Linked DNA regions of Mus musculus: regions 1, 2, 3, 4, 5 and 6 are each linked to region 7. Evidence: chromatin contacts called from public HiCAR-type, HiChIP or PLAC-seq and promoter capture Hi-C data. All regions are on one chromosome and are shown on one strand. Each heading gives the region's core, a stretch centred on a gene start, on an enhancer-like site or on the middle of the called end of the contact. The rest is flanking DNA. Distances are from core to core; before and after follow the strand shown. Region 1 overlaps Rictor (RPTOR independent companion of MTOR, complex 2). Region 2 holds the start of Dab2 (disabled 2, mitogen-responsive phosphoprotein). Region 3 holds the start of Selenop (selenoprotein P). Region 4 holds the start of Rictor (RPTOR independent companion of MTOR, complex 2). Region 5 overlaps Fyb (FYN binding protein). Region 6 has its middle 59 kb from the start of Fyb. Region 7 holds the start of Prkaa1 (protein kinase, AMP-activated, alpha 1 catalytic subunit).

Region 1 (4,145 bases), core at 126-2,625, 1.6 Mb after region 7:
ACATATATATATATATATATATATATATATGTGTGTGTGTGTGTGTGTGTGTGTGTGTGTATTGGTTTTTACGAGACAGGGTTGAATATATTTCTTAATGATTCATTTTTAATATTTTATGCTCTTTTACTATGCTAAATTATCAAAGAATATTTTGTATGTTTTGAAAAATTTAGTATTCAACATTATATATAGGATCCTTAGTTATGGATAGTATTAAATGTTCATTAATGATATTTTTAGGGTATGAAAGGATATGAATATAGAAGTTGAGCAAATTTTTATATATCACTTAATTCTCAAAATACTCAATATTATTAATATGTTTGTATAAATGCACTTAAATAATAAAAATGTAAGAAACTATCCTTTCCCTTTTTTACTTACAAGAAATGATGTGGAAGAGCAGGGTACGGTAGGGAATGCTTATAGTCCCAGTGCTGGAAGCTGAGATTGGAGGATTGTTTATTTGAGGCCAGTTTGGGGCTATATATACTCTGTTTGAAAAACACAAGCAAGACAGAAGCAGGAGGATTACCTCGAGTTCACGGGCATCCACGACTGCCTTGTAAGACTGTTTCAAAACACAAAACAGGAATGGGCATGTGATTAATGTTGTTCTCTTCACTGCCATGGACTGTGCATTCTTTTTAAGTCATTTATTTCCTCTGACTTTCTCTCCCAGTGTGTCCTAGGCAGGCTTTGAATTCTCAGTTCTTTTGAGACACCTCTGGGATTACAGGTGTAGACCATCAAGACAGCAGGCAGAAACCACCACTTTACCCCAAGTCATGTTGAGATAGAGTCCGGTGAATGAAATGTTTGTGTCCATCCCCAATTTGTCTTTTGAAATCCTAGTCCCTGGTGTGCCGCTGTTAGGAGACTGAACTCTGGGAAGATACTTACCATGTGAGGATGGCCTCTCATGAGCAGATAGTGAGAGCATCTTTTGTCTTGTCCCTTTCTCCACCATGTGAGGAAATAATGAGAAATTAAAGGGAAGAGGACTTCACTCCTTCACTTGTGCTTCACCAAACTTACTCTGGCCTTAAAGAACTATGAGAATAAATTTCTGTTCAAAAGATACCTAGTTATTGTTTCTGTTTAGTAGCAGCCTAGACTAAAATACAAAACTGTTTCTATTCATACATGCTTTCTTCAGTTTCTTAGTATAACAGCAGTCAAGTGTATACAAGAGACTTTTATGATCTACAAAGTCTAAGATACTTTGGCTTTTATCTGAGACTTCTACAGAAAAAATTTGCCAAACCCCAGTTTAACAGGGAAAGAAGAAATAAGCAATTTCTCATTTCATTACCCAGGGGAACCTTGACCCAATGTAAATTGAGAGTTCCCTGATTGCAACATTGTAGCACGTGAGTATTCGTATCTCAGTGTCTGAAAAGGGCTTCTTAACTGTTTTGAGTTGTCCTGGGAAGTGACATGCAGTTTAAGGAGATGTGTTTTCAACAATTACTTGCAAAGAAACAACTGTCACCTAGTGTGAGGCCCTTGTTGAAGGGCTGTGCTGACTTCCGTTTGGTGCCTGAGACAGGGCCTGAGGAGAATGAGCGCTCAGCTCAGGAGAAGATTGCACCCTTAACCGCAGACTTGCTTTTTAAATGGCAACAGTTTCAGCCTAGAAAGTTTGTCAGGGCTCTCTGAGGCAATTCTGATGAGCCTTAACTGGGAGGATGCAGAGAGGAGGAATGTCACTTGAGGAATTTTTTTGGTTCCTGAGGTTTTTAATGGACTTTTCTCTTTGACTCTTGAAAATGCATAGGTTCTAAATTACATTATCCTAAAGGGTTGTTTAGAAATTTTGTGAACTTCCCATACATTACTAAATCATTAATGTGTTTTCCTTCCTCGTTCTGTATAGATAGAATACAACAACAGAACAGTATTACAAAGGACCAGCTAAGACCTTCATCAGGCCTTTATAATTTTTTTTTTAGGGATTTGCTCTTTCTTATTGCTAGGCAGATCTTTAAGTCATTAATGTAGACCTTTGTTAACCCACTTAAAACTAAAGTGAATTTCATTCATACTGAATTTGTAATTTACGAAAGATGAAGATAGAAATGGAGGAGATGATGTGAAGTAGCAGGTGCCAGCTTCACAGCAGAGGGAATTAGCAGGGTTTGGTGCTGTGCTTCCTGGGGTATCAGCACTGTCATGGCCATCACCCTTGTGGTGGAATTAGGTAGAAGAGAAGCTAAATGCAGACCAGGACAGTTTCATCTGGTAAGGAAAACAGTAATTACAACTAATAGTTGTTCCTTTCTAAAGTATCGAAGTTTCAATGTCTCTTAAACTATTACCAGAGTTATTATAGAATGTTAAAGATTCTGCTTTTGTTTTATTTAAAACAAGATGTTGAAAATAATTGCTTGAGAAATGTTACATTGTTTTTGAGGGCTTGATAAACTGCTGCAGAGGCCTGGCTGGCTCTTGGCCTGCTCTTTCTTGTAAAGTGAGGGAACTGTGATAGGTTTTTCTGAGTTTTATCACTGTGTATGCACTGGGTGTGCAATGCAGCACATGGAGACGAGAAGACAGGGTCGTGAAGTTCATGTTCTCCCACATTTACTGTGGGTCATAATACGTGTCTACTCACCAGGCCTGTATGAGTTACCAGCTGACCCATCTTGCCCGCCTCTTTCAGGGATGCTCAGCAGTTTAATTAGGATATGCCTTTGTATAGATAGTTGTCTTCATGTTCCCTTTGCTTGGAGTCTTGAATTTATTGCCTTGCTGTTGTTATTACATTGATAATGCTCACTTGATGGATGTCACATAGTGCTTTTAACCTGCCTGGAAGGAAGGGACTCCTTCCCTATAATTGCTTCCATCCGTTGCTCCTTGTCCCCTCAACACTGCTGCAGTGACTGTTGCTCCACTGAATGCACCACAAGCTCCTTGGCCAGATCTTCAGAGTACTTTTCCTGAGCAGTGCCCGACTTCTCTAGTAGTCCGTGGTCTCTTTTGTACTCTGAGCTTTGTGTCTTCAACTCAATTTGCCTAGATTTTCCCTCCCCCCTTAACACATGAAGATCAGAAGACAGGTCTGTGAAGTTCGTTTTCTCCTGGCAGTGTCTTAGGCAGTTGGCCAGCACAAGTATAGGGCATGCATGCATGCTTCTCATTTCCAGCGATCATTGTTCCTTACTGAATATGTTCATGGTTGTGAGAAGTATACCCGATAAATGTTTTATCTAAGTTTTTGGTTATATAAATTTGAACAGTATATTCGGTCCTGGTTGTCACCTAATAACAAAAATGAAAGTTGTGACGTTAAGACTTATGATTTCATAGCTCAATAATCTGAATGATCCACAGCGTTGGACGATGGGCTTCTGTGAGTGCAGTGGCGATGCGAAAGGGATTGAACTCTGAAGGCAGCCAGCTGTGCACTTGGGGAGAAGGCTTACGCTGTAAACTGAGAACCAACACTGGGGGGGGGGGGCGCTACAGCACACTTTATGTTTGCTTATGGTAATACTCTAAAGCTTATGTTAAATTGTTTTGTATTTTCTACCAGAACCTTCTGATAACTTGAGGGAGATTCTCCAAAATGTGGCCAAATTGCAAGGAGTATCAAATATGAGAAAGCTGGGCCATCTGAATAACTTCACTAAGGCAAGTAGCTTGAAACTCTACTGACGCGTTCTTTTATTTGACTTGATAAACATTTCCTAATTATTAAGAAGTTTTTAAAGTATTTACTTATTAGTAAATTTTCATTGGTTTCATCATGTTTCTGAGTTTCTGAGGAATGTTGCTATGTTGTCTAGACTGGTCTCAGAACCTGAGTGCCCACCATTTCCCTGAGGAGTTGGAACCAGAGTTGTACACCACCATGCCTAGCTGTCAAATGAATGTGATAGGAATATGTTCATACTGTAGAAAATCCAGAAGCAAGCCACTGTAATCCAGTGTCTTATTGGCTTATTTATCTTGTTAACATATGACTATTAATCTCTTATGCATCTTAAAAACAAACATAATTCCCAGAGACCTGTTGTATTTCTCTTCCTTTATCCTGATTGTTTATTCCCATCATCGGCATCTAAATTAGAGCCCAAGTGAGGTGTATTTTATGGTTTTATTTCCTTTTATTAAATATCAATTTTATCTTGTTG
Region 2 (4,233 bases), core at 715-3,214, 1.2 Mb after region 7:
GAAATCGTTTTCTTTCTCTGGTTTCTAAGGCAAATCCATTCCATCTAGTGGGAGCAAGTTAACACATTTTGATAATAATCTTTCAACTATATAGATAAAGACAAAGGCCTAAGTGGCCACTTCCACATTGAGAAATGATTCATGTCTGTCTGTAGACTTGTTTCTTTTATATTATCAGAGCCCCTGTTTGTGTGAATGAACTACCTTTTTTTCCCCTAATTTTTGAACTTTTTGAAATGACACCATTTCTCTAGACTACTAGATTTGAGAATCAAAGTGTGATGTTCTCAGAGCTAGCAGAATTAAAGTTCGCACCTATGTCTTGTGCCTTCATAGAACTGAAAAGTAGACCTTCCATCATTCACTGAAAATCCTTTTTTTTTCAACCATAGAAAATTACCTCAGAGGAATATTGGAAGCACACACACACACACACACACACACACACACACCTCTACTCTGCACACCCAAGTGTGAAGGGAATCCAGAGGTCAGGTAGGGGCAGCACCTGGACCAGCTGTGTTGCTCTGTGTCTCTTACTCTCCCTGCATGAGGGCTGCTCCAAGCCTGACCTACTTGCAAGCAGAAACTGCCACTCTCATTGAGCTACCTCAAATTACAGTGATTTTGCAGCTGGGGCTAGGCATGGACCACAAAATACATCCTTGGTGCACCATAAGCCCAATTTGAACCCTGGATTCTCAGTGGTAAAATGCAAATCCATTGTGTTGCTTACTCAATAAAATCAATAACCCGTTTCCATCCAAGTCACAATTTGTCATTTTCATAGTCAGTACATTCTGCTTACAACAGGGGAGGAGGGGCAGGAGGGAGAGGGAAGAAGAGGAGGAGCAGAAGGAAAAACAGACAAGAGGAGGAGGAACAAGAAAAAAAGGACTAAATAAGAAAGTGGAAGAGGAGGAAGGGGGAGGGGAAGGAGGGAAAAGGGGGGAAGGAGGGAGAAGGGGGAGGGGAAGGAGGGAGAAGGGGGAAGGAGGGAGAAGGGGGAGGGGAAGGAGGGAGAAGGGGGAGGGGAAGGAGGGAGAAGGGGAGGAGGATCTTCCCAAAGCTTAATTTCTTAAGTACTTGAAAAGCACCACTGTTTCTGTGACTATTTAACAATTGTCCCCTGACTTTAAAATATACAGAAAAGAAATTGTGAGATTCTATAGGATTCCCAAGGTCTGCTCTGCCGGGCTATCCACAGCTGAGCATCGATGAAACACCTTCCAATACTTATTCACATATCTCAATATTTTCATGAAGGAATAAGAAATGCTGTAGAAACTAGCAGACAAAGTCATGTTATCTACGTGTGGGTGGATATACACTGAAATGATCACAAATGTAGATCATTTATATGGAGGCTAACTTGTTTTGTTTAGGCCAGTTTAATAGCGAGAATATGCTCGAGCGTGATATTAAATTTCAATAACAGGGCATCTTTTTACTTGGGCACACATAGATTTCCCTCCTGTTTAAGCACGTTCACAATTAAAGAATAGTGATTTTCTTTAAAGGTAACAATCCAGTCACATGCCCAGCTTTAGAAAGGACAGACTGGACCCGGGAACGGAAAGTCAGGAGTAAAGGCGCGTCTTTGTTCAAAATGCCCCAGGCGGTTTAGGATGAGTTCGCAGTTCGCGTGCCACGCCACTCGAAGTGGCAATCCAGGGAACGGATCTGCGAAACGCAGCTCAGAGGATCCCATCCTTTTCCTCCAGAATTTCCCTTTTCCTGTCCTTACGTGCACCCTTTCTGGCCCAAGGCAGTGTGGGGCTCCTGGCCCGGGTTGTGTGCACGCTCCTTTTTCCGGGTCTCTGCGATCGCCCCCAGCTGGCCGGGCGCACGGGGCGCAGGAGGCGCAGGAGGCGCCGGATCTCCGTGGCTTTAGTTCGAGTTAATAAACAGTTAAGTTTGGAAGACTCGGCAGACACGTTGAGGGGGAGTTACCAAGTCCAGGCAGCAAAAACATCCCGCCGCCACATTCCTGGAGAGTCCTCAGAGCCAGCATCTGATTAGAACCATATCTCTACCGGGAGTGGCCGCGCGGCTATTTAAGTGGCGTTCTCCGCGTCCTCGGCGCTGCAGCCTTGAGGCTTCGGGCGCGGGGAAGTCATGCTGGCTCCACAGAAGCACTAGCTAGTCCGTGAGTAACTCTGCCATCCCCCTTCCCTTCGGTCCCTTCTTTCTTTCTTTCTTTCTTTCTTTCTTTCTTTCTTTCTTTCTTTCTTTCTTTCTCTTTTTTTCCTTTTTTTTCTTTTTTTTTCTTTTTTTTCTTTTTTTGCGACCTACTTCTCTCCTTTGCTGGCTCCTCTCTTCCCATCCCTGCCTTGGCTGCAGACCTTGGGCGCTGGGGAAATCTTACAAATGAGACAGTGTACTCCGGGGAGAGCAGCGGGTTTTGTGGCCTGACATCTGTGGAATGCTTCCAAGGAATGCATTTTACCTTTGGGGTCGGACTCAAGGCGCCCATCCTGTGACATTTAACGAGTCCCTGTGTGTGTGTGTGTGTGTGTGTGTGTGTGTGTGTGTGTGTGTGTGTGTGTTGTACACGAGCCCTAGTTTTTAGGGCTTAGGGGACATCCCAGGGAATGCGCGGTGTGGCTGCTGACCACCTAATAAACTCCTGAATGATGTTCAGTTTTACTGTGCGACAAAGGCTGGGGACATGGTCTGTGCCTCCGAGGAGCTATTTTCTGCTGACTGACAGCACAGGGCATTAAAAATGTGAACTTTGTCTTATACCAGCATTCCTAAGAAAAGTATCTGCCCAAGCCACGTAACAAACTTGTTTTAAATCGTGAAGCGTTTGAATGCTGTTTTTCTTGACTGTTGTAAATTATTTGGAAGGATTAAGAATTCAAGAAGAGGGACTAAACTGTGTTTAAAACCTTGGAGACCCTGCCAACGTAGCGGTTCTCTTTGCGGCATAGAGCTGGCTGTTATTTCTTCCTGCCTGCTCTCCTCCACTTAATCCTGAGTCTGGAATTCAGCTCTGTAGTCGGTTTCAGATGGGAGCTGTGTGAATCCGAAGGGAAATTTAACTGGATTAAAAACAGTTAAAAAATATGGATGTTATCTCCACCCGAGGCACCCCCTCCCACCCTTTCCTCTTTCTTCGCCTGTGTTTGGAAGAAAGGGAGCCACCCTGTAAACCGAGAAGAGCAAAAACGAGCAAGCTTCCAGGCACATGGAAAGCTTTAAAAATTATGGAGGGGCAACTTCATGAATAGTAAATGTTGCTGTTGCTCTATAAAGATGAAAAAATTTCTGGCCCTAATCAGGCAAAGCAGGAGGGGAAGGGTGGAGGTAGATATAACTCCAACCTAAGTAATGGCAGAAAATTTGCCAAAATCCCTTGGAGATAGCTGATAAGGCTCCAGGAACGCTTCTGATGGGATGTCTAACCTACCTAGTTTACAATCTTGAGGCCTGGGTTCTGCACATAGTAGCAGTGACTGGTTGTTTAGAAAGGAGGGACTAGCCAGGACTCGGGAGCCACTGCTACCAAATGGCTTTTCATGGTGCTATCTTGTCCTGGATTAGGCTGCCCTGTTTTAGCTAGCTACCCCACCCACCAAGGACTCTACCTCTCTCCACTCCCTTGGTTGAGGCAGGGCACAGCAGTACTGAAAGAAATGTACTGGCTTGAGAATTTAGGAGTGTTGGGGATTCAGGCTTTGGAGAGGAAAACAGCTATCTAGACAAAGCAATGCTAGAGGAACACAGCTCAGAAGGCGAGATTAGCAAGAGCCCTTGAGAAAGCACCAGAGAGGTGTGGTGGTCTCTTCCAGCACTCGCATCAGACACAGACCACTTCTTCCCTAGTTCGTAGTCACTGTCTCCTAAAACTCGCTGGGTTCTTCCCAAGCCTTGTTTAAAAACCTAATCACAAACCCCTTCTTCCTCTACTGCAAACTCAAGCCCTTTTGTCCAACCGCGAGTCTAGAAACTTTTTCCCTGTAGGCTGCTATGCTCCGTCTTTGCCCTGAGTTCTGGAGAAGGAACCCAGGACCTTGGGCATGCTTGACAAGCCATGGAGCTGCGCTTCTCAATTCCTGGTTGGATGGTCTTACTCTGTAAACCCAGTCTAGACTTAAACTCATCATCCTCCTGCCTCTGCCTCAGGAGCCCTAGGACTGTAGGCGGAGGTGAGCACACCTCGCTAAGCTGGGCCACTTGTATTATGGCAGAAGAGAGAGATTGTGGAGGAATGGGAGGAATGTGTTC
Region 3 (4,243 bases), core at 1,572-4,071, 1.9 Mb before region 7:
AAAGATTCACACAGACCACCTGATTGTTGAGACCAGTCAAGAAAAGAAGTGACAGAGAAATTGACTGGCTTCAGAGAATAGGCACATGTGCCTTAATTTGGGGAAGACATTATTTACCTTGGATTCTTATGGGGATCCGAGATCCCAGTAGGTAGGCGACTTGGTACAAGTGAACAGAGCAGGGCCCTCCAATGCCTTCTACTTTCAAATGAAGTTTCTCTACGGGAAGAATAACAGATGAGACTGTGTTTTCTGTACGCTGAGCAACAGTAGTTAGCACATGGCAATCAATAGGGGCTTGTTTGTTCAAAATGCACCGACTATACAAAGGGAAAAAAAGGCTTACTTGAAAACATCGCTACCAAGGATGACATCATCTATCATCCATGTTCTGTCCTGCTGGCCCCCAGCTGAAGTTAGGCAGGAACTGAGAGAAGGAAGGTCTTAAGGAACATTAAGCAGTAGGGTGTCATCCAAAGCATGCTTACCAGGGATACAACTCATTCTTGAGACTATGGAGAAAGAAGAGAGGTCCTCCCAGGTATCCCCTCAGTGTGGGGTTTGAGTACTGGGCCTACATGAGGGGTTAAGGAAGTTTGGCTCAAGGTTACAGGTGAGCTTCTTTTTATTATTATTATTATTATTATTATTATTATTATTATTATTATCATTAGTATTATCAACCTAAACACCTTTATGTTGGAACATTTAAGGCCTTGGAGGCATGGACTCAAAATTGCTGAGAAAATCCAGAGGCTGGCTAGGGTTACAGTGTGGTCAAGACTCTTTTGAGTTTCACTAAAGACATAGAACTCAAGTAGGGGTGGGGAGACCTACATATTCGCTGCCTTGGCCTCATTTAAGCCCGCCACAGTGCAGCAGCCACCGGAAAGAAGCATTCCCCTCCTGGCCTCTTTTACATTGAAATTCTGTTCCTCCCCCAATTCCAACTAGTAATTTGTTTGTACAATTCTTATCTTTGTAGATATTTCACATCAGAATCTTTAACATTATTGAGGGAGATCAGTGCACATGGTTGCTACTGCCCTCATCAGAGAAAAAGTTTCTTTTGCAGTGGGGGAGGGGGTGGCAGAGAGAGTCACACTAGTCAACGTGCACAGAATCAGTGACTGTGGAGTCTTCAGTCTGACATCTCTATCAACTCCCTCATCCAAGATGTAGAGAGCACCACAGAAAGGTAGAAAGTTTGAAATAGCCAGAGGTTAGGGAGGACCACCCAAGATGCAGGGAGCATCACAGAAGGGGTGAAAAGTTCATAATAGCCAAAAGTTGGGGAGGACTGCCCAAGATGCAGGGAGCACCACAGGAGAAGGGGTGGAAAGTTTGTAAGAGCTAGAGGTTGGGGAGGACCGCTGCAAAGCAGTGATTTTTGGATACCATAGGACGATTGTGCTCCTGCACCCACCCACACAGCTGTTGTTAATCAAGTCTGTTTACATTTCCTCATGTGTTGGGGAGTACTCAGGAGGCTCCCACCAGGGCTGAAAAGCTACTAGCAGTTGATGGCCACTGGGAGAGAGTCATTTTTCTTCAAGGGTATGGCTTGTGTTAGGTTGCTCATGCTCTAATGGACAGCCCCGTGCCTGTACAGGTATCAACAGCCTTAACTGCACTCGGTAACAAAGCCAACCAACTAATCAAAACCAAACCAAACAACCCCATATGAAGCTGGGAGGAAAATGTGTTGGGGAGGGGTCTGGGAAGAGTTGGAGTGGGCAGTAGGGGGTCCCAGTTAGATCAAAATATATTGTATACATGCATACAGTTCTTAAGAGAAATAAAAAAAGCATAAAACATAACCCTGAAGCAACAGCTAAAAGAGACTCTGTTGGGATTTATAAGTAGCACTACAGCTGTGAGAAAACTGTGGGTTCAGCCCTGGAAGTAGCTCAGAGGGTAAAGGCTGTTGCCGGGCAAGACCCGAATTTGATTCCTGGAACCCAGTTAAAGGGGAAGCCAATTAAAGGAGAAAGGAGAGCAGGCAACTCTACAAAAGTGTCTTCTGACCTCCATGTTTGCCCTGAGGCAACCATGTGCTGCCCCTCCCCCTTCCTTAGTGTGTGTTTGTGTGTGTGTGTGTGTGTGTGAGAGAGAGAGAGAGAGAGAGAGAGAGACAGAGACAGAGACAGAGACAGAGACAGAGACACCGAGAGACAAAGATACACAAAAAGAATGAGCACTACTATATACATTTTAAATGAGGCCTGGTTTCTTTCAGATTGAAGACGATTTTCTTAGTTCATTATATTAAAGGAAACCCGCAAGAACAGAGCTCCCACGGGATTGCATACCAATTGAAATTCTGCTGAGCACAGCCAAACAAAGATAGGTCTATAGTAGCAGGAGACCAAAATAATGTGACAGCAGGTGACTTTTCTAAAGAAGCTTTCAGTGTGGGTTTAGTATAGAACTTCCTCTTCATAAAGGAAAAGGAAAACAAACATGTTTTCCCTTCTTTTAAAACAGCTGTGTAACTTGCTGGCTAGGCAAATGTTTTTCCCTATTGTAGTTTCGAAAGGAAAGGCACTTGGAGGACCTCTCTCCCCTTAGCCCTTCCTTCCACCCTGGACTGTACCATTCTTAGATTATAGGGTGATCAAAAGCAGAAAATAAGTTAGAAACTCGTCAAAAGTCGTCCGTCTTCCCTCAGTAAGTACTGCCTCAGCTGTTTAAACTTTCTTCTCATTGTGATCGGAAACTGTTCAGGGGCTTGCTGCATTTGCAAGGTCGCAGCGGGAGGGAGCACCGAACTTTGGACTGCACCTCAGAGGGCGAGGTAAACAACAGGGCTATAAAAGTCAGTGTCAGCCTGTGGCTTTGGGGAGCTGCTCTAACTAGAGCAAAGAGACAGGACGAAGCTAGTCCGAAGGGGTTGCGTAAGTAGGACTTGATTCTTTTACAGTTTGGGAAATATTTTTTCTTAGGTAAAATACGTTTCTCCCCCGCTTTAAAATAGACTTAGTAAAAAGATGACTAAAAGACATTAAAAGCATTTTTTTTGTTTAATGAACAAGAAGTGTCGGGGAAGAACAGTTAACTTTTTTTTTTAATTTTATATTTTTATTGTTGTTGATTTTTGTCCTTTACTGTGGGCAATGTAAAATGCAGCTGTTTCTCTCTGCAGGGAACTGTGGTGTCATATGGGCAATATTATCTCACTAAATTCCAGGGTTTCCCACGAAGGGTTAGAGTGAGGACAAACAAGAGGGAAAGCTAGTGGATTTCAAGAGCAGAGATGGGACAGACGCCTGTCGCACCGCACTGTACTGTAGAGGTGTCCAGGGAATTCGGAAGCAATTTCAGAACTGGGAGGGAGCAGACTGAGCAGGCTCCATCCCCAGGGCAGGGCTCCATCCTTGCTTTAAGGCAGTCCAGGTGGTGTCCTTCGGTGGGGGAGCTTTTGAATTTAAGTAGAGGGTGGAAGCCTGAAGGTGGATGAGGGGCTTTTTTTTTTTTTTTTTTTTTTTTTGACAGGGTTTCTCTGTGTAGCCCTGGCTGTCCTGGAACTCACTCTGTAGACCAGGCTGGCCTCGAACTCAGAAATCCTCCTGTCTCTGCCTCCCAAGTGCTGGGATTATAGGCATGTGCCACCACAGCCCAGCGGATGAGGGGCTTTAAAATGCTGGTCTGTTTTTGTTGTGGTCTTTGTTGTTCAAGGGGAGAGGATGTGTGGCAAAGAGTATGCTTGCTTTCCTTTTAATGGAGTACAATCAATTGTAGTTTTGAGCATGAACAGGTATCTAGGCTTGCAACTGAAGACTGTAATCGCTATAACCACTGTCCAGTTATTACTGGATCTAATTTTGTTATTTGCCTTCATTCTTTTTATATAGCTCTTCGACAGTTACAGTTAAAATGCAAAGCTTATTCCATAAAAGCAACCTTAAGCAAAGTCAAGCAGCCTATTGATTAATGATGGGAAACTCTGCAAGTGGAAACTCATCTTCTCCAGCTTTTCCTTTGTCCCTCGATCATTCTTTTCATTAGAAACGTGGGTGAAATAGTCTTCTCATTTATGTCTGCCATTTAGCCATTTGAAAATATTTGCCTTATGGCAGAGTATCAAGGGCCGTGTCTTCATGCTGCAGTTCTATAAAGACTGAATTTAGTTTAGTGTTTTGAGGTGTGTGTGTGTGTGTGTGTGTGTGTGTGTGTGTGTGTTAGCGATTGATCCCAGAGCCTCACATGAATTTAGTTTAGGAAAGAAGTACCAGCTAGATTT
Region 4 (3,700 bases), core at 908-3,407, 1.6 Mb after region 7:
AGTGGTCTTCAAATAAGGACACACAGTTATGAAGATGAAAGACTCGCAAGTTCCTCTACTAACTTAAAGTCAGTCAATTGTACTCACTTTAAAGAAAGCCTGGAACTTAAAGGAACTTACATCAGGCTAGGAAATGACTTAAAACAGGCGAGGATGGACATTAGCACCAGAAGGACCATTTGACAATCTGCTAGCATTTTATGGACAGATTTCTACTAATTTATTTTGTTTTTAGTGATTGTGATGTGTGGAGGGATGAAAGATAAACTTTTTCATGTTCTGGCCAGACCTCCAGCTTTGTGGTCTTCATCTAAGGCAGGAAATAGAATAAATAACTTCCATAGAGACTTGGAAGCTATATAAAAAGGAAGCAATTTTGTTGTTTATCAAGGCTTGTGCTGATAGTGTCAGGGAATATTTCTTTAAAGCACTGTAATTGTGTTAGATCCTTAAAGCTAAGTGCAACAGGGCAGCAGATGCCAGAATGCAGACTTCATCCTGAGATATGGGGTAGTACCCCAAGAGAGCAGCAATTCAAGTTTATTTTCCTGGTGTTTCTTTATTTTTCTTTTAAAAACTTTTGTTGCTTCTACAACTGTCATAGATCGACTATTGGTTAAAAGTCCAACCACAACTATTGGTTGTAGGTGACCAAGCAAGAAGAAAATATGCAGGCATGATCCCACAATTGAAAGGGGAATAGTAGTTTACATTCAGATACACATCTTGGATTTTTTTCCTTATATAATGCTTGTAAAAGTATTTTATAATGAACCATTTGAATTTTATATGTATTTCAAGCATTTATGAGTAAAGGAAATCTGTAATTGCTTACTTAATACCACTCTGTTAATATACTGGATCAACAAAGTCATTTTAAATTACATTTGCATAATTTCTACCTTTGGGCTTTCAAGTCTACAATTGCTCACTATTATTAACACGGAGAGTCTTTCTAATATTTTTTTATTTTTCTTTTTGATTTTAGAGAGGTTTTGGTTTGCTTTTTTTTTTTTTTTTTTAGTGAGAACATTATTATTATTTAGAACATTATTAGAACAAAAGGAGCTGAAGGTTTACACTAACAGATACTCGTTTTTGACGTCTGTACTAAAAACTAAGTGGTTAAGGCAAGATCTCCACTTTGGACTTTTAAGTCTGGAAGAGAGAGGTGAGGAATAGGAGGAGACAAAATATCCTCTCATTAAAGTAATCTAGCTTAAGAGAGTTGCTGGGTTAAGGGCCAAATGAGTGCGTACTAACCCGCTTCTAGAAACCCGTAAACTAATCCTTGTGACTAGTCCGCATTAAAAACATCGATCCTCGACATCGGCATCAGCCAGTGATGTAGGAGTAACAGAAAGCCAGGACGAGGCGCCCAGCCTCCTCCCCGGGCTCCGGGAGAGGAAACCCTGTCCCGGGCCTCCAGGCGCTGGCGCGCGCCGGGGAAAGAGTCCCGCGCTCGGGCGAGCGCCCTGCACGCCCGCTTTCTGCACTCCTTGCACGTCGGATGCCCGGCGGACCGAAAGCAAACCTCCGCCCTGCCGCCCAGCTCTCGGCGGCGGCGGCGAGCGGCTTTGCCTGTGATCAAGCGCGAAGCCGCTTAGCTCAATGGTCAGAGCGTGGGTGGAAAACAAACTTTGTTACGTGTTCACTCGGGGCGCCGCGGTTCTGGGAAAAGGATCAAAGCGACATTCCTAACTGTGCGCCGCGCGCCTTTTTCCCGGACCCCACCCTCTCTTTTAATAATAATAATAAAAATAATGGTAACAATTTTAGCCGATGAGTAAGGAAACGGGCTTTAAAGCCACGCGGGGAGTGCGGCGGGGCGGGCCAGCAGGTGGCCCGCCCGCATCCCGACCTCCGCCGCGCGCGCGCCCAGAGTCCCGGGCCACATCAATGGGCGCCCCCCCCCCCCGTGGGAACTGCGCCTCCCACCACGCCTGCGCCCCGACGCCCTGCCCGTGTCCCCCCGCCGGGGGTCGCATCCCACCGCCCAATGCGGGTCGGCACAGGCGGCGGCGCGTTGCTCGGCGCCCGCGGGCGAGCCTCCGTGCCGAGGGGCGGGGGCGCTGCCGCGGGAGGGGGGCGGAGGGGGCGGGAACGGCGCGCGGGGAGGGGAAGGGGGTTCTCGCGCGATCGGGCGAGGTTTCCGGTGTTGTGACTGAAACCCGTCAATATGGCGGCGATCGGCCGCGGCCGCTCTCTGAAGAACCTCCGAATACGAGGTAAGCCCGCTCGCCGCCCTCGCTCGCCTCACCCGGTGCGGGTCACGGGTCGCGGCGCTCGGCTTTGCTCCGGGCCTGGGGATGGGGTGGGGTGAGGTTGGACGGGGAAGACGAGCGGGGCGTCGGGCGCCGCCGGCCTGCGATGGATTCTAACTGGGGTTGTGTGTCTTGTCTCGCACAGGGCGGAATGACAGCGGCGAGGAGAACGTCCCGCTCGATCTGACCCGAGGTAACGCGGGCCGCCGCGGCCGCCGGGGAGGCGCGGGCAGCCGGGCGGGCGGGCTGGCAGGCGAGCCGCGCGGGGCAGCGAGGGGCCGAGCCCGCGCCCATCCCCCTGCCCCGCGCCCGGGTGGCCCGGGTTGCCCGGGGGGCTGAGCCCGCTCCGGGGCCTCGGGCGGCTGCGGAGCTCCCCGGCCGGCTCGGTCGCGTGTGTGTCCCCCCTCCGTCCGCTCCCGGGTCCCCCCACCTCCGGATCCCGGGGGCGGCCTTGGACGGGGTGGGTGGGGGAGCAAGGTAGAGGTTGTTATTTAGGTTGCTGGAGGATGTTTGTGGGAAGAGCGACCACATCCTGCCCTCCCCGTTCCCCCCAAGAGCAGATGCTGGACCCTGCCGGCTTCTTGCTCACTGCGGGACTGCTCTTCCCTGCCCGTGGGATCCTCTTGGGTGGGGTGGGGGGGGTCCCCGCAGCTTTTTGAGAACCCGGAGAGCCCGTGATGACTGCTAAGTGTCTGGTTCACGCCGCAGCTCCCTGCTGCTCGCTTCCCGTCTCCCGGGCCCGCTGGGGCTGTAGTTGGCTGGAGACCGCCCGCCCCCTCACTCGGCCGCCGCTTCATTGTGTACCTTGTGGCTGCAGTGGAGGAGAGCTGGGTTTGTTTACACCTTTCCCAGCAGGGCGAGCCCCGCGTGTGTTTTGTTTTTAAGAACCGCACCCGGCGAACGATCGGTATTTTCTTGCTTCGGTCACCGGCCCCCGGGCTGGTGTTTCATCTCCCAGTATCTCGCCGAAGCATCAGTCCGTTCTCTGCCTCCTTAAACAGGAGTTGGGTCTACAGATTCCGGACGGTCCGACTCCACAGCGCTGGAGTGGAGTGTAACTTAACTAGTTCTGCTGTTACGGAATCACTTTTTGAGATCCGTGAAACACCTTAGGACGTTAAAACAAGACAAGAACAGTCGTAAACATTGTATATACGACATGAATTTGGTTCCCCCACCCACCCTGTATGTAGTGACCGTCGTATAAAGTTATTTGGTGGATGTGGGATTTGGGGGACCCATCTCTGTATTGACTGCGTAATTCAGTTCTGTTTCGGTTTTTGTATTGTAAGAATCCTTCTGTGTAGACTGAAAGACTAGTTTTGATTTAGTTTCATGAACACGTGTTTGTTGTTTAGCATTTGGTTCTGATAGTTTAGGAAGCTGTTTTGAGTAAAGGAGCCCTTTCAAAGGGGAACCTCTTTAAAGATCCAGTG
Region 5 (3,714 bases), core at 239-2,738, 1.4 Mb after region 7:
AACCCCTGGTGGGAGCAAGATAACAAATGTGGATTAAGGTTCTAACCAATGCGAATGTGTCATCCATTCAGAAGTAAAAACAAAACATCAAAACTGGGCATTAGTCTTCCAAGGGCTAACTTACAGTTGCACTTAAAAGATCCCCATGCTTCACCTTCAAGGAATCTAGGATGATCACAGGAGTTGGGGGGGGGGAGGGGCATCTAGAGAGGTCTGGGGTGGACACAGGGGTAGGAGTATGTATTGAACATCATGTGACTTTCACGTGGCTGTTCTTGGTCACAGTGGGATGAAGGAATTGAGGAGTTGGGGAGAAGTAGAGTTTATAAGCCATGGGTGTTTTTCTCAGATGAAAAAAAAAAAAGTCCATAGCACAGGAAGAGGATACTAGAAGATGGTGATTACATCAAAACATGCAAATGGATGAGTGATGTGTTTGAGCAAACAGGCACTGCCTCACACTGGGTCTCAGACATTTGCTTACTTAAGGGAAGGACAAAGATAGCATTCAAATATATAGCACCTAGGGTGGCAGAGCTCTGGCCAACATTAATGCTTTAGCTTCTTGATTGCAAAGAGGTTCAGGTAGTTGTGAGGGAGTATGGAGCCCTTAGAGAGCTGTGGTTGTCATTTGTCATCTAAACAGTTGTTGGTTGAATTGTCCAACTGCCTATCAGCCTGGAAGAGTGAAGTACCAAGTCAGTCACCCAGGACTCTTGCACACTCACCTGACTTTCCTCTATACCTTTCTTCTGTTCTAGTCCCTGAATCTTCTCCCTCCTTCTACCATACTTTGCTCTTAAAGTTTGCCCTGCACAATATGCTTGCTATTTATCAAACAGCAAAAAGAAAAAAAAAGCAAACAAACAAAATTTAAACCCATATTTAGTATTATTGGTGGTATTCAAAGCAGCATTCAAAGCATGAATAAGTAAATAGACAGGTAGGTAGGTAGATAGATAGATAGATAGATAGATAGATAGATAGGTAGGTAGATAGACAACAGAGGTGCTAAGAAAATTGACTTTGAAAATAGGAATAATTGCATATTACTTTAAGAGTGGCCGCTATGTTGACAACTGTTAGATCTCAACTAACACGGATGACAGCATGTACCTCCTTGTCCCTTTGGGAGAGCCCCGTGTTTAGGGAGAGCACGTCCCGGCTGACCAACAACAGAAAGGGCTGTAAGGGGTTAAAACATTGGTGGTGGTTATGTCTAGATCTGATCAGGGCGTGCCCAGCTTTACTTGCTCAGTTTTCTGGATAACTCGTCATTTGGCAACAACATTCATTTATTCCGCAATAATTTTGCACTTGTCCAACACCTAATCTTTAAAAGAGCTTTTTTAAAGCATTCACATAGTACTTTTAAAAACATGGACTGCTAGAAAACAGTGCTGTGCAGCTGTCCTGTGGTAAGGAGTGACTTTTCTTCTGAAATGCCTTTTCAGTTGAACCAAAGATGTGCCAGTTTGAAGGAAGCACTCTCAGGCTTTGATGATGCAGATAGACACTCATGCTTACGTGCTTAACGATAAAAGGAGGAGGAGGAGGTGGGGCTACAAAAACAGGGTTTTTTTTCAAGCTCATTGCTGTATTTTTTTTTTAACCAGGAGACTTGTTTTAAGCTGTGAAGTTGATAAGTGGCCTTGTAGACATCTTATGAACATCTACCTATAAAATTGAAGTTGTATTATAAAGATAAGTACATGCTTTTATTTTGAAGATGCAGACTTCACAATCATTTTTTCATTCAAGAGGCCTGAAGGTATTTTGTTGCTAGAGACACAAGCCCCATAAAAGCTGTACCACTTACTGCTGGACCCGATAAAGATACTTGGCCTCTATAAGCCTTGTTTTTTCATGTTTGTGGAGATAAAATTCTATGCTGTGCAGTTATTATGATGGTTAAACAATATATAGAAAAAGTACCCCGTGTAGTTCCTGGTACATCACAAAGACACAAAGCATTGATAGCAACTCACATGTGTGTGTGTGTGTGTGTGTGTGTGTGTGTGTGTGTGTGTGTGTGTGTGAGTGTGTGTTAGTTACCTCACCCATCATTTCTAGAGGCTGACAGCAATCAGATTAGGCTGCAGCAACACAACTCTGCCTACCACTTTCACTAGCAATGTTTAATCAGATGTCTACATTTTAGCTGTAAGGTATTTAACTTTTCCCCTTGCCATGTTTGGAACAAGTACATACATCAGTGTAACGTCTGCAGTAAGTAACAGGGAAAGCAAGCATCCTGTGAAGCTAATTGCTGATCTGAAGTTTTTACTTGTACTATGTCATAGGACAAACAGTATCTTGGAGAGCTCTGTGTCACTGGGTGTGGATGGAGTAGTGTACGCCATTAATTCCTGTGCTTGGGGGACAGAGGCAGGTGGACTTCTCTGAGCTAGAGGCTAGCCTAGTCTACATAGTGAGTTCATGGACATCAGGATTATAGAGAGAGATCCTGTCTCAAACAAACAACAAAAAGAACTCAGTGCTCCTTAAAGGGCCTCAAAAGTAATTAGTTGGAATCTCAGGGGTCACATTTTTTTCAAGAAGAAATTTGACTGAGATCCTATATTTAAAGCATAAGCATAATTCTGTATTTAAACCATTCTACGATGGTAGAAGCTAAAGTCAAAGTCAACGAATGTGGAGCACAATTGATCTTACTTAAAGGACTTTACGTTTAGAGGGGAGATAAATATGGCAGTATTGAAAGACATTCATGGGGCAGAGGCTTGATACTTACTGTTTCATACTAAAGACAAGAGAATTGTCGTATGTTTAAGTCAGAACTGATTTTTTTCATCTCTTAATTTTTGGAAGGGCATACCTTGAAAACATACACCAAATTGTCTCTATTATATCACTGAAAGAAATTGGTGGAAAGGATAAATCATCAACAAATACTGAAGAGAATTTTTATGCCAGGCTAGAAAACTGATGGTAAACACTTCAGCATCTTTCCACAATGAAGAAAATTAACAAAAACTTGATTCTTAATATCAGGAACGTATTTAGCCTCTTCTGGAAAAGTAAAATTAGCCTTTCCCCCAAATAGACTGACATCCAAGGTGAAAATCCTTAAGGAATTTTTCTTCAATAGGTAAGAAAATAAGGGTTTCTGTAGTCTGTGACTACCGTCTAATAGCCTGTGGTTTTCATGTTGAAACTCCAAAACAAGCTATTTAATTGTGTTTTCAAAAAGTTCACATTGTAATAGTTTAAAGTGACCCAAGCAGACAACATTGCTGAATGTATTAAGGGAAACACACCCTTTGGAAAAGAAAGCCCATCAAGCCGCGCTGTGATTCATGGGATTGACTTGCTCATGACTTGTTCATTGTGTCAGATGGTTGTTCTGTCCCGAGTATAGTGAAGAAGGGGGTTTGGAGCGTCCGTCACTCATTTGGCTCACTTCTGATTCACTATGAAACCCTGGTAACTGTTAGATAAAAATTTGATTATGTTTTCTCAATTGCTCACAAAATTTGCCTAGAAAATCAGTTTGCAATGATTTTTCTGTTCTTTCTAAAAACAAAATTTGCCTTGTGAATTGGTAACTAGAATCCAGTGTGCCATTAGATAAAGCTAATATTTCTCACCTCAAAATACTTCTACGATGGTAGCCATCATGGATTTTGGGTTGTCTCAGTTGGGCCTCAAAGCAATTCCTCCATCAGAATGGCTTCGGCATTTTCAGAAACT
Region 6 (4,193 bases), core at 63-2,562, 1.4 Mb after region 7:
GGTGACAGAGAGATTACTCTTATATTGTGTATTTGAGAATAGGCACGGACCCAAGAAGTAAGAAACAAAGTACACAACAGACCCACAGAGATTCAAGTCCCCAAGTACCAAGGAAAGGGTAAGACATGAATGAGAAGCCCAACAGCAAACCAGAGACTACGGGATTCAAGGCTAAGCTGTGGCCTTTGTCGTTTTGCTCTCCATGTTAGTTGGGATGATGAAAGACTGCTTAGATCTGGGCTGCTTTTCCTCACTCCTGCTATAGCATGGTTATAGTATATACAGCAAACAGTCACCTGGGTTCACTCAGGAGGAATAGCCATTCCTTGCCCTTCTGGAGTTTAAACATAACTTTCTCTTCCAATTGAAACATATTAAGAACCCTTCTTTGACCAAAGGGTGAGCTCATTTGTCACTGAAAGCCAAGAAAATCCTTTCTTCCAGATCCTTGATGTTTTAAAACATTTTTAAAGACTTTTTAAAAAATTTTATGCACATAAGTGTTTGTCCGCATACCACATGCCTGCTGATACCCTCGGAGATCAGAGAGGGTACGAGATCCCCTGCAACTGGAGCTACAGATGGTTGTGAGTAGCCATGTGGAGGCCCAAGTCCTCTGCAAAAGTAGCCATGTGGAGGCTAGCCCGAAGTCCTCTGCAAAAGTAGCCATGTGGAGGCTAGCCCGAAGTCCTCTGCAAAAGTAGCCATGTGGAGGCTAGCCCGAAGCCCTCTGCAAAAGTAGCCATGTGGAGGCTAGCCCGAAGTCCTCTGCAAAAGTAGCCATGTGGAGGCTAGCCCGAAGTCCTCTGCAAAAGTAGCCATGTGGAGGCTAGCCCGAAGTCCTCTGCAAAAGTAGCCGTGTGGAGGCTAGCCCCAAGTCCTCTGCAAAAGCAACAATTGCCCTTCACTGCTGAGCCATCTCTTCCACCCCTGAACAACTTTATTTTTATTATTTTGAATTATAAACATATGTGTGTGCACATGTGAGCATATTCACATGAATGTAAGTGGCTGTGGGGGTCAAAAGCTCCAGGTTCTCCTGGAGACCTAGTTATAGGTGTTGTAAGTCACCCTCCTTGGGTGCTGGAAAACAATCTCAGGGTCCTCTGAAAAATCAACAGTCACATTTACCTGCTCAGCTATGTCTCCAGTTCCCAGATTCTTTATGTTCTAAACTACAATTTGCTTTCCTAAAAAATTAAGAGGGCAAAAACAACAACAAAAACAAAACAAACGAACAAACAGGCTCATGTTTTTAAAAGAAAAAGTAGAAGAGAATTGGTCTAATTAAGGAAGTACCCACTCTCCGGTACCCAACTTCCTTAACCACACCTCTTCTGGCTTTCCCTCTTCCTGCCTGTTCCATATCTGACCAAGCAGTAGCCTTAGGATATCCTTGAACTCTTACGAATCTGCTTCCGGAGTCTGAGTTGCCTTTTGCTGGCACAGTCCGAATGCATGTGAATCAAAAGGCACAAGTTTATAAAATAAGGCTTTTTTAGCTGACCGTGCTGGTGGGGTGGGGGTGGGAGTGGGGAGTCAGGTCTCTAACCAAGCCTGATTTTGATTTGGCATCAAGCAGCAGCAGCGGTTCTGTTTTAGCTGAGCAATCTCCTCCCACCATGGCCTTTGTGGGGTGGCATGCGCACGCAGTATTCGCATTCAAAGCCATATGCTATCTTAATCAGATTCAAAAAGAACCTATGAGCCCAAACAGGTCTTTTTAAAAAATGAATTTATGATCTGGGGTTGGGGGTAGGGCGGAGTGTGAAGATTAATTCTTACTGAAGGAGGTGAGAATCTGGTGAGCAGCCTAAGCCAACCCGTGTGACGTCATTGGAAAGCCATAAAAGAAATACACTGAGGAAGCGTCATCTGGGGCATGGTAGCGAGACCCGGAGAAAGGGAGGGGAGTGAGTAACTGAGGAGGCGTCCAAGAAGAGGTGACGCCCGCCATCCTTAGCTCTCCCCTCTCAGATCTTCCACACTATTAGTGTTGAGCACCATGCTCCTTTGATGATATAATTGGTGAAACGTTAAGAGTGTTTTGAAAACATGATCACTGGTATTACTTAAATGTTGTCACTGCTTCTTCCTCCACTTGTAAATTGATTTTTTTTTTTTGACATTCAGTTAGTTTCTTTTCACAGCCCAGTATACCTAGGCCTCACCATTTCCATGTGGTTACTATAGCGACCGCTGGAACCTCAGGCTCATTTCTCTTTTGCCTAAGCAAAAAAATATTTCCTGCAATGCAAATCGGAAAGGGAGCACGGTTTGATGAATTATCGACACTTTGCATTCCCTAAGCGACTCCTCCCTGCTAGAAGGAGGGACATTTTTAGAGCTGAGGCTGAAACACAACTTTATCATTTGAAAATGCAACTTTGTCTCTTGAAGATGATCCCATGACACTGGCGCACATCTCTAGTGTCTTCATATGTTTCCTGTCTTATCATGTCGCTCAGAGTCTGGTGGATCTAACTAACTTCACAGGAAGTGTTTCCCTGTGTTTCCCATCATTGCAAGCTACAATGCTTCACGTATCTCCCCATGTTCCAAAAAATAAAAATAGAAACATATTGAATTTTTAGAATCGGAAAATACAACCCTTTGCCTTTCCTGTCTTAGTTAAAGTGTCTTAAAACTTCAGTAGCAACAGAAACGGACCTCGGCCTGCATTTAGAGATAAGCACAGGCTCAAATGGAAGTCAAAGGACTGAAATGACAGTGCTTATCTCACTGGCTAAATGTTTAACAAGTGATTGCTAAATTTCTGATTACCATATAAGTTTCATTCAGTTTGGGGTATAGAGGGAATGGTGAAGTAAGAATAAGCCATCCTGTAGCACATGGTGAAAACTTATCCAAAAGCTTTGGACTTACCTGGGAGATTTAAACAAGTCCTGATGTCCAGGTTTCAACCCAAGAGTGCCTGGTTTAGAGGCTGAGGTGACGTTTGCATAGTGGTGTGTTTTTAAAGCTTCCCACGTGAGTCTGGTGTACAGCCTAGCTGTGGACTACTGTTTTCAACTCTGACCAGTACCTGCACTGTGCTAATCTCCATTCCAACAGAATGCTTCTGATGGTTCCGTCTCAATGCCTTTGTGTCCAAATGTGTCATGTCTAAACGCCTGCTTTCCATAACTCTGCTTTGCCCTGAACGTTCTCCTGCATCCATGAGTTGTTATTGGGCATCAGAGACCATGAAGTTTCCAGATGGTGATGACCCTCCTAGATTAGAACCACACCTTAAGCTCCACCCCTCTTTATAATACCTAAAGATGGTAGGACAATCACCAGACTCTATTCTGTCCCTTGACCTGGCTTCTCAGTCATGTCTTGCTCCCTTGCCTCAACAATGATGCTATCTCTATTTCTAATTTCTTAGAAATATTTTCATTTTAAGAAACAAATAATGGGGAACATATTTTCTCTTTAAGGCTTCATTTTGTATGGACATGGTAGTAACTAAAATCAGCTCAGTGTCCAGGTCAGAAACTCGATGTCCCTATGCTAAATAAACACCCTGGAACCTAACAGAAGAGCTAGAACCCGATACCCCAGAGCCCAGAATTCAGCTGGCTTTCTATGCTGTGGAACTGAAAATGACCTTTGCCCTTAAACTCACTTTGATAGCAAACACTACACTCAAAATAAATGAGCTAAATACATACTAGGATATATTTAGAGTGGCTGACTGGGGAGAATGAGATCTGAGAATGAAATAAAATCCAGTGAACTACATCTAGTCTAAAATATATGTTTTTAGCAATTTGGGCAATGGAAGCACTTGGTACTTACGAGGAATACTCCACAATTAGCAAACACATCGCTTAAAGTCACATTCACTATGTTTTCTGAATGAAATGAATGGCATTCTGCGATAAACTTAATGAATATTTCTGCCACTTAAATTCCACGGCATGGGTTCTAATATATTAGAGTTGTCCATTAAGTGCTCAAGATACTTTTATTTTTAAAAAATTTTTATAGTTTTGTTTTGGGTTTTTTTTGTTTTTTTGTTTTGTCTTTGTTTGTTTGTTTGTTTGTTTGTTTACTCAAGTGGTATGTGTTCTAGTCTGAAACCTTGGGAACCAAGAGTATAGAACAAAACAAGAATGACTTGTACCTCCAGCTAAGCCAATCACTACCAACATCTTAGTGTGGGTCCTTCATGGATGGATGCATGG
Region 7 (4,088 bases), core at 799-3,298:
CAAGTGTATCTCCGTGCTTGATGCTGTAGTAGGATCTCAAGGCTTCACAGTTTCAGGAAAAACTGGCGAGTGGTTTCACAAAACTCAGCTTCCTTTCGCTCCTTGGCAACATCCTGTTGACGTAACGGGACTGTTTTGTGATTATTTGCTTTTCCCCTTTTAAAGCCTTTACTTAATGTATGCATGTGTGTACTGTAGGTAGGCCTGTGGAGATCAGAGTATAACTTCTGGGAGTTCACTTTCACCTTCGGCCATGGGGGTCCTGGGGTTCAAATTCAGGTCTTCAGGCTTGACAGTGTGTGCCTGTAACTGTCGAGTCATTTATCCCACTTTAGTTCATGTTAGTTTTGAGAATCTCAGGTAGTTCAAATCAGCCTTAGTGTCCCTAGGTGGAGAGGATGGCCTTGAACATGTGATCTCCCTAGCGATAATCCCCAGAGTGCTGGGATGGCAGGCATGAGTCATCATTCTCACTTTTATAGGCTACTGAGGATCTAACCCAGCACGCCAGGCCAGCACTCAACCAAACGAGCTACAGCCTGAGACCACTGATTTCTTGTAGATTAAAAGAAACAGTAGAACCTTCCTGGGCAAATGTGAAGTAACTTAAAATGCCAGATCAAGGGGTGGGAGAATTGAAAGGGTTTCCCCCTCCTTGAGAGAATCCAGAGCTATTTCTGCCTTATAGTAATCCTTGTAAAATAGAGAGTTGATTAACGAAGATTGCTCCCAGTTATTGTTCTTGGCGGAGAAGCAGGTGTTTCTCAACCCGTGGGTCACGACCCACTACGGGATCAACCCCCTTAGATCATCAGGAAACAATGATATTTACATTGCGATTCATAAAAGTAGCAAAAAAAAAAAAAAGCTATGAAATAGCATTGAAAATACCTTTATGATGGGAGACGGGTCACCACAACATGGGGAACTGTATTAAGGGTCATAGCATTAAGAAGGTTGAGAACTATTGCTCAAACCTTAAAGCAGCTTTCTTCCCCCTGAATACTTTTTCTTGGAACAAAAGCGTTTGATGTTACATTGCTTTGATGTCATAAGCCAGAATATGGGAAAACTAGGAGTGTTGGTAATTTTCATCCCAAAGAAAAATGACATTTTTCGTCTCCAAAAAAAAAAAAAAAAAAAAAAAAAAAACCACAAAAACAAAACTCCATCCTTTTTCTCCATCGACATTGATAGAGATTCAAATTGCAAAATCGAAGGATGACATATATATTTTTACCTATTGTTAGAACTGAGTAACAGATTCACTTCAAAATCCTGTTACAAATAAACACACTTCTTTGGTGACTGGATATGGCTCCATTTATACAAACAACACACTTTTTCAAGTGGACTGAAAATGTACATTTTATTGAAAATGTAAAAATATTAGTTTCTAAACACGATAAGTTCGGGATAACACCTCTTTCTGGAATTCACATAGCTCACACACATTCCACAGGGGAAATTTGACGGTAGCAAATTTCCTAGGAAGTCTCTCCAGGATGTGCGGTGTCCCATAGTAATTTACTGGCTCAGAGTTTTTTTTTGTTTAAAGCAGTGGTAAGTATTAAAAGTGCAAGTGAAAACACCCTTGGCTTCCAGATGACACCGAGATGAGATGAAAATCAAGATTTCAAGTCAGTGGTAGGGCGGTGTCCCCTGTCTTGTTTCAAAGCACGCCGCGCTATCCCCGGGCAACGTGTAAGCAAGCATCGTCCTCCTGGGAATTACGGGGGTGGGGTGCTGTACCGCACCCACAGACCCTCGGGTGGCCGCGGTCGGCTCCGCGGCGGGGGAAGCCCTCCCGCGCGCAGAAGCGCGGGCGCGCGCAGAGGGATGCGGGGCGCCGAGGCGAGTACCGGCGCCGCTCCCGCCGCCTAGCCCGCCAGGGGGAGCGAGTGCGCTCGGCGGCCGGCTGCGGGGACTGCGGGGCCTGCGCGGGCGGTGGCCGGCGACTGCGCCCCACCGCGGCGCACCCGCGTCCCCACCCCCTCGGCGCCCGCCCGCCCCCGGCGCGGCCCTGCCCGCCCCCTCCGCCCCCTCCCGCGGCGCCATGCGCAGACTCAGTTCCTGGAGAAAGATGGCGACGGCCGAGAAGCAGAAGCACGACGGGCGGGTGAAGATCGGCCACTACATCCTGGGGGACACGCTTGGTGTCGGCACCTTCGGGAAAGTGAAGGGTGAGGACGCCCGGGCCAGCGCGGACCCGGCGAACGGCGAGCGACTGCGCCTTTCGCACTCCGCATCCTCCCCCGCGCCCGCCTTCCGGGTGTCTGGGCTCCGTATCCCCGGTCCGGGCGGCGCTGGGAGCGGAGCCCGAGGCTGCCGCGGGCTGCAGAGCTGTGGGGTCCGCCGCGGTGGGGTGGGGGCGGTCGCCATGGCGACGGCGCGGCGCCGGAGGGGCGGGGATGGCTCTGGGTGCAACTTTCCCAGGCGAGGGAGTTGGGCACTGAGCGCGCGGGGGCGCCCGGCGCGGACGAGGGGGTCTCTTGTGGTCTTCTGATCCCCTGTGTGCCCTTGGCGCAGAGCCAGCCCATCGCGCCCTGGCGGTCCTCGGAGTTGTCGCTGCCTCGCTTTTAGGAGGTTGTGGACTAAAGTGCTTCTTCGGTTTCCTGAATCGAAATGTGTTCTTCCAAAAGCAAGGTAGCTGTGGAGATACCTTTCAGAAATAGTAATGCCCTTGTTAGGACTATTGATCTCCGTCAGGACTTTTGATGCATATGCCTGTGAACTGGCGCGGTGTTTCCTATGCGTGGTTTACAGTTGGATGCAGATGCTGCTTTTAAGTGATTCCGTTTTCGGAAGTTTTGCGGTTTCCGAGAGCTATACCTGGTAGGTAGGGCATATGTTAACTCCAGATGGTATTTATTAGCTTATAGGTATAGTTTCCGTTTATTCTCACAGTATATTTATATTTTAGTAATTCAGTGCACATCATTTGGACTTTTTGTTCGTTTTGGTAGAATCCCCTGTTACCGCCTTAGCAAAAGCACAAGCATTCTGTCTTCAACTAACTACTCTAGCCCACCACCTGTGACAAGGAAAATTCTGATTACAACCTTTGTGAGGTGGACTTTTTTCCCCTTTAAAATATTTAAGCCTGCTATTAAGTATTTAGAGGAAGGAAGTTTGGAGCTGATAAGAAATAATTCATACATTGGTTTTGGAGAAATAATAGACTATGGCCTGCATATATAGTAAGCTCCTTAGTAGATATTTGATTGAAGTGAAAAAGTTTGTCAAATTACACAGCAAGCTAACTGAGCTCCGTTCTCCCAGGAGGGCAGAAAGAGCCCTTCCTTCTCTTGCCCTTTCCCAGTCCTAAACGGAAAGTTGCTGTGTTACCCTCAGGGGAGCAAATGCCTAAACCTACCTAGGAAAATCAGCAAGCCAGACAGTGTGAAGGAGGAGTAGGTGTGGTCTAGGGCCTAGCACTGATCATGGTTCAGCCAGTGTTCGTGAACACTCTCAGGGTTTTGCTTTGTCTCTTTTTATGCATGCATGCATTTATTTATTTCGAGAGAGTGTTACAATGCTGTCCAGGCTGGCTTTGAACTTGTTATTCTTCGTGCTTCAGCTTCCTAAGTAGTTGGCATTAACAGGCAGCTAGCTCTTCCAGTGTTTTGTTTACCTTTAGCTAGGCATCCTTGTTTGCCATTAGAGGTGGTAAGAAGTGCTAATTAAGGCTCTGATGGAAGTGATAAGGCAGACTTGAACTCAGAAGGCTCCTTCCGAAGGCCCTGCTTGGAATGAATGTGGCATCCAGTCCGCCATTCCTTTGACACAGACCAGAGCGGATCAAGCAGACAAGAAAGGAAGAAGGGATTGTTTTCCCGGCCTGGGATTTGACCTGGGAAGTAGCAGTGCCTCGAACCTCCCTCCCAGTGACTCTGCTTTTCCTTAACCTTCACTTCTCCACCCACCCACACAGCCTTCTCTTGAAATCCTATACCATCAGTCATAAGCCTCCTCCAATACAGAGGGCCAGTGTGAGTCAGAGGATCCTAGGCTTCTCGGTTATAATTAAACTTGTCCTTGAACTTGTTAGTTGATGTGGGTCTAAATATTCAGCCAGTTCATTTTAA

The links. Promoter capture Hi-C pulls out the DNA fragments that hold promoters and counts their contacts. HiCAR-type assays count read pairs that join an accessible place to other places. HiChIP or PLAC-seq counts read pairs in DNA pulled down with a chosen protein or histone mark.
Region 1: a promoter capture Hi-C map of hematopoietic stem and progenitor cells shows a contact between it and region 7, with 5 times the contacts expected there. The contact joins the enhancer-like site here to the promoter of Prkaa1 in region 7. A contact is called at or near these places in 6 of 39 promoter capture datasets (the 3T3-L1 cell line, the HPC-7 cell line, HPC-7-derived erythroid cells and 3 more) and 5 of 115 datasets of contacts at active chromatin or transcription factors (embryonic stem cells and epiblast stem cells).
Region 2: a contact with region 7 is called in a HiCAR-type map of astrocytes, with 6 times the contacts expected there. The contact joins the promoter of Dab2 here to the promoter of Prkaa1 in region 7. A contact is called at or near these places in 2 of 39 promoter capture datasets (cranial neural crest and hippocampal neurons), 1 of 484 Hi-C or Micro-C datasets (muscle stem cells), 8 of 115 datasets of contacts at active chromatin or transcription factors (astrocytes, bone marrow-derived macrophages, cardiomyocytes and 4 more) and 2 of 9 other capture datasets (embryonic stem cells and macrophages).
Region 3: an H3K4me3 HiChIP or PLAC-seq map of pro-B cells shows a contact between it and region 7, with 6 times the contacts expected there. The contact joins the promoter of Selenop here to the promoter of Prkaa1 in region 7. A contact is called at or near these places in 2 of 39 promoter capture datasets (cranial neural crest and pre-B cells) and 1 of 115 datasets of contacts at active chromatin or transcription factors (pro-B cells).
Region 4: a promoter capture Hi-C map of embryonic stem cells shows a contact between it and region 7, with 6 times the contacts expected there. The contact joins the promoter of Rictor here to the promoter of Prkaa1 in region 7. A contact is called at or near these places in 17 of 39 promoter capture datasets (the 3T3-L1 cell line, 3T3-L1-derived adipocytes, the C10 cell line and 12 more), 5 of 484 Hi-C or Micro-C datasets (CD4 T cells, cardiomyocytes and embryonic stem cells) and 18 of 115 datasets of contacts at active chromatin or transcription factors (the 230-238 cell line, the SCID.adh cell line, T-cell acute lymphoblastic leukemia and 10 more).
Region 5: a contact with region 7 is called in an H3K4me3 HiChIP or PLAC-seq map of the SCID.adh cell line, with 8 times the contacts expected there. The contact joins the enhancer-like site here to the promoter of Prkaa1 in region 7. A contact is called at or near these places in 3 of 39 promoter capture datasets (the 3T3-L1 cell line, cranial neural crest and frontonasal cranial neural crest), 2 of 115 datasets of contacts at active chromatin or transcription factors (the SCID.adh cell line and double positive thymocytes) and 3 of 9 other capture datasets (embryonic stem cells, liver and macrophages).
Region 6: a promoter capture Hi-C map of hematopoietic stem and progenitor cells shows a contact between it and region 7, with 18 times the contacts expected there. The contact joins the enhancer-like site here to the promoter of Prkaa1 in region 7. A contact is called at or near these places in 5 of 39 promoter capture datasets (the HPC-7 cell line, HPC-7-derived erythroid cells, hematopoietic stem and progenitor cells and 1 more) and 1 of 484 Hi-C or Micro-C datasets (the G1E-ER4 cell line).

The regions. Positions count from the first base shown.
Region 1 is chr15:6,731,821-6,735,965 of GRCm38.p6, forward strand. Rictor (RPTOR independent companion of MTOR, complex 2) reads left to right here. Exons shown (of 38, transcript NM_030168.3): 3 at 3,545-3,642. Among named protein-coding and RNA genes, the nearest start is that of Rictor, 26 kb to the left of the region's middle. Within about 2 kb of position 1,376, at least 33 of the 459 cell types and tissues checked have an H3K27ac peak or open chromatin away from gene starts, as enhancers often do. A contact at or near this core is called in hematopoietic stem and progenitor cells, where this site is marked.
Region 2 is chr15:6,384,784-6,389,016 of GRCm38.p6, forward strand. Dab2 (disabled 2, mitogen-responsive phosphoprotein) reads left to right here and starts at 1,965. Exons shown (of 15, transcript NM_023118.5): 1 at 1,965-2,149.
Region 3 is chr15:3,268,156-3,272,398 of GRCm38.p6, forward strand. Selenop (selenoprotein P) reads left to right here and starts at 2,822. Exons shown (of 5, transcript NM_009155.4): 1 at 2,822-2,897.
Region 4 is chr15:6,706,224-6,709,923 of GRCm38.p6, forward strand. It overlaps Rictor (RPTOR independent companion of MTOR, complex 2), which reads left to right and starts at 2,158. Exons shown (of 38, transcript NM_030168.3): 1 at 2,158-2,228; 2 at 2,410-2,457. The coding sequence starts at 2,180.
Region 5 is chr15:6,591,268-6,594,981 of GRCm38.p6, forward strand. The region is part of intron 1 of Fyb (FYN binding protein); the gene reads left to right. Among named protein-coding and RNA genes, the nearest start is that of Fyb, 13 kb to the left of the region's middle. Within about 2 kb of position 1,489, at least 46 of the 459 cell types and tissues checked have an H3K27ac peak or open chromatin away from gene starts, as enhancers often do. A contact at or near this core is called in the SCID.adh cell line and double positive thymocytes, where this site is marked.
Region 6 is chr15:6,518,254-6,522,446 of GRCm38.p6, forward strand. No RefSeq gene overlaps it. Among named protein-coding and RNA genes, the nearest start is that of Fyb, 59 kb to the right of the region's middle. Within about 2 kb of position 1,313, at least 21 of the 459 cell types and tissues checked have an H3K27ac peak or open chromatin away from gene starts, as enhancers often do. A contact at or near this core is called in the HPC-7 cell line and hematopoietic stem and progenitor cells, where this site is marked.
Region 7 is chr15:5,141,813-5,145,900 of GRCm38.p6, forward strand. It overlaps Prkaa1 (protein kinase, AMP-activated, alpha 1 catalytic subunit), which reads left to right and starts at 2,049. Exons shown (of 9, transcript NM_001013367.3): 1 at 2,049-2,183. The coding sequence starts at 2,057.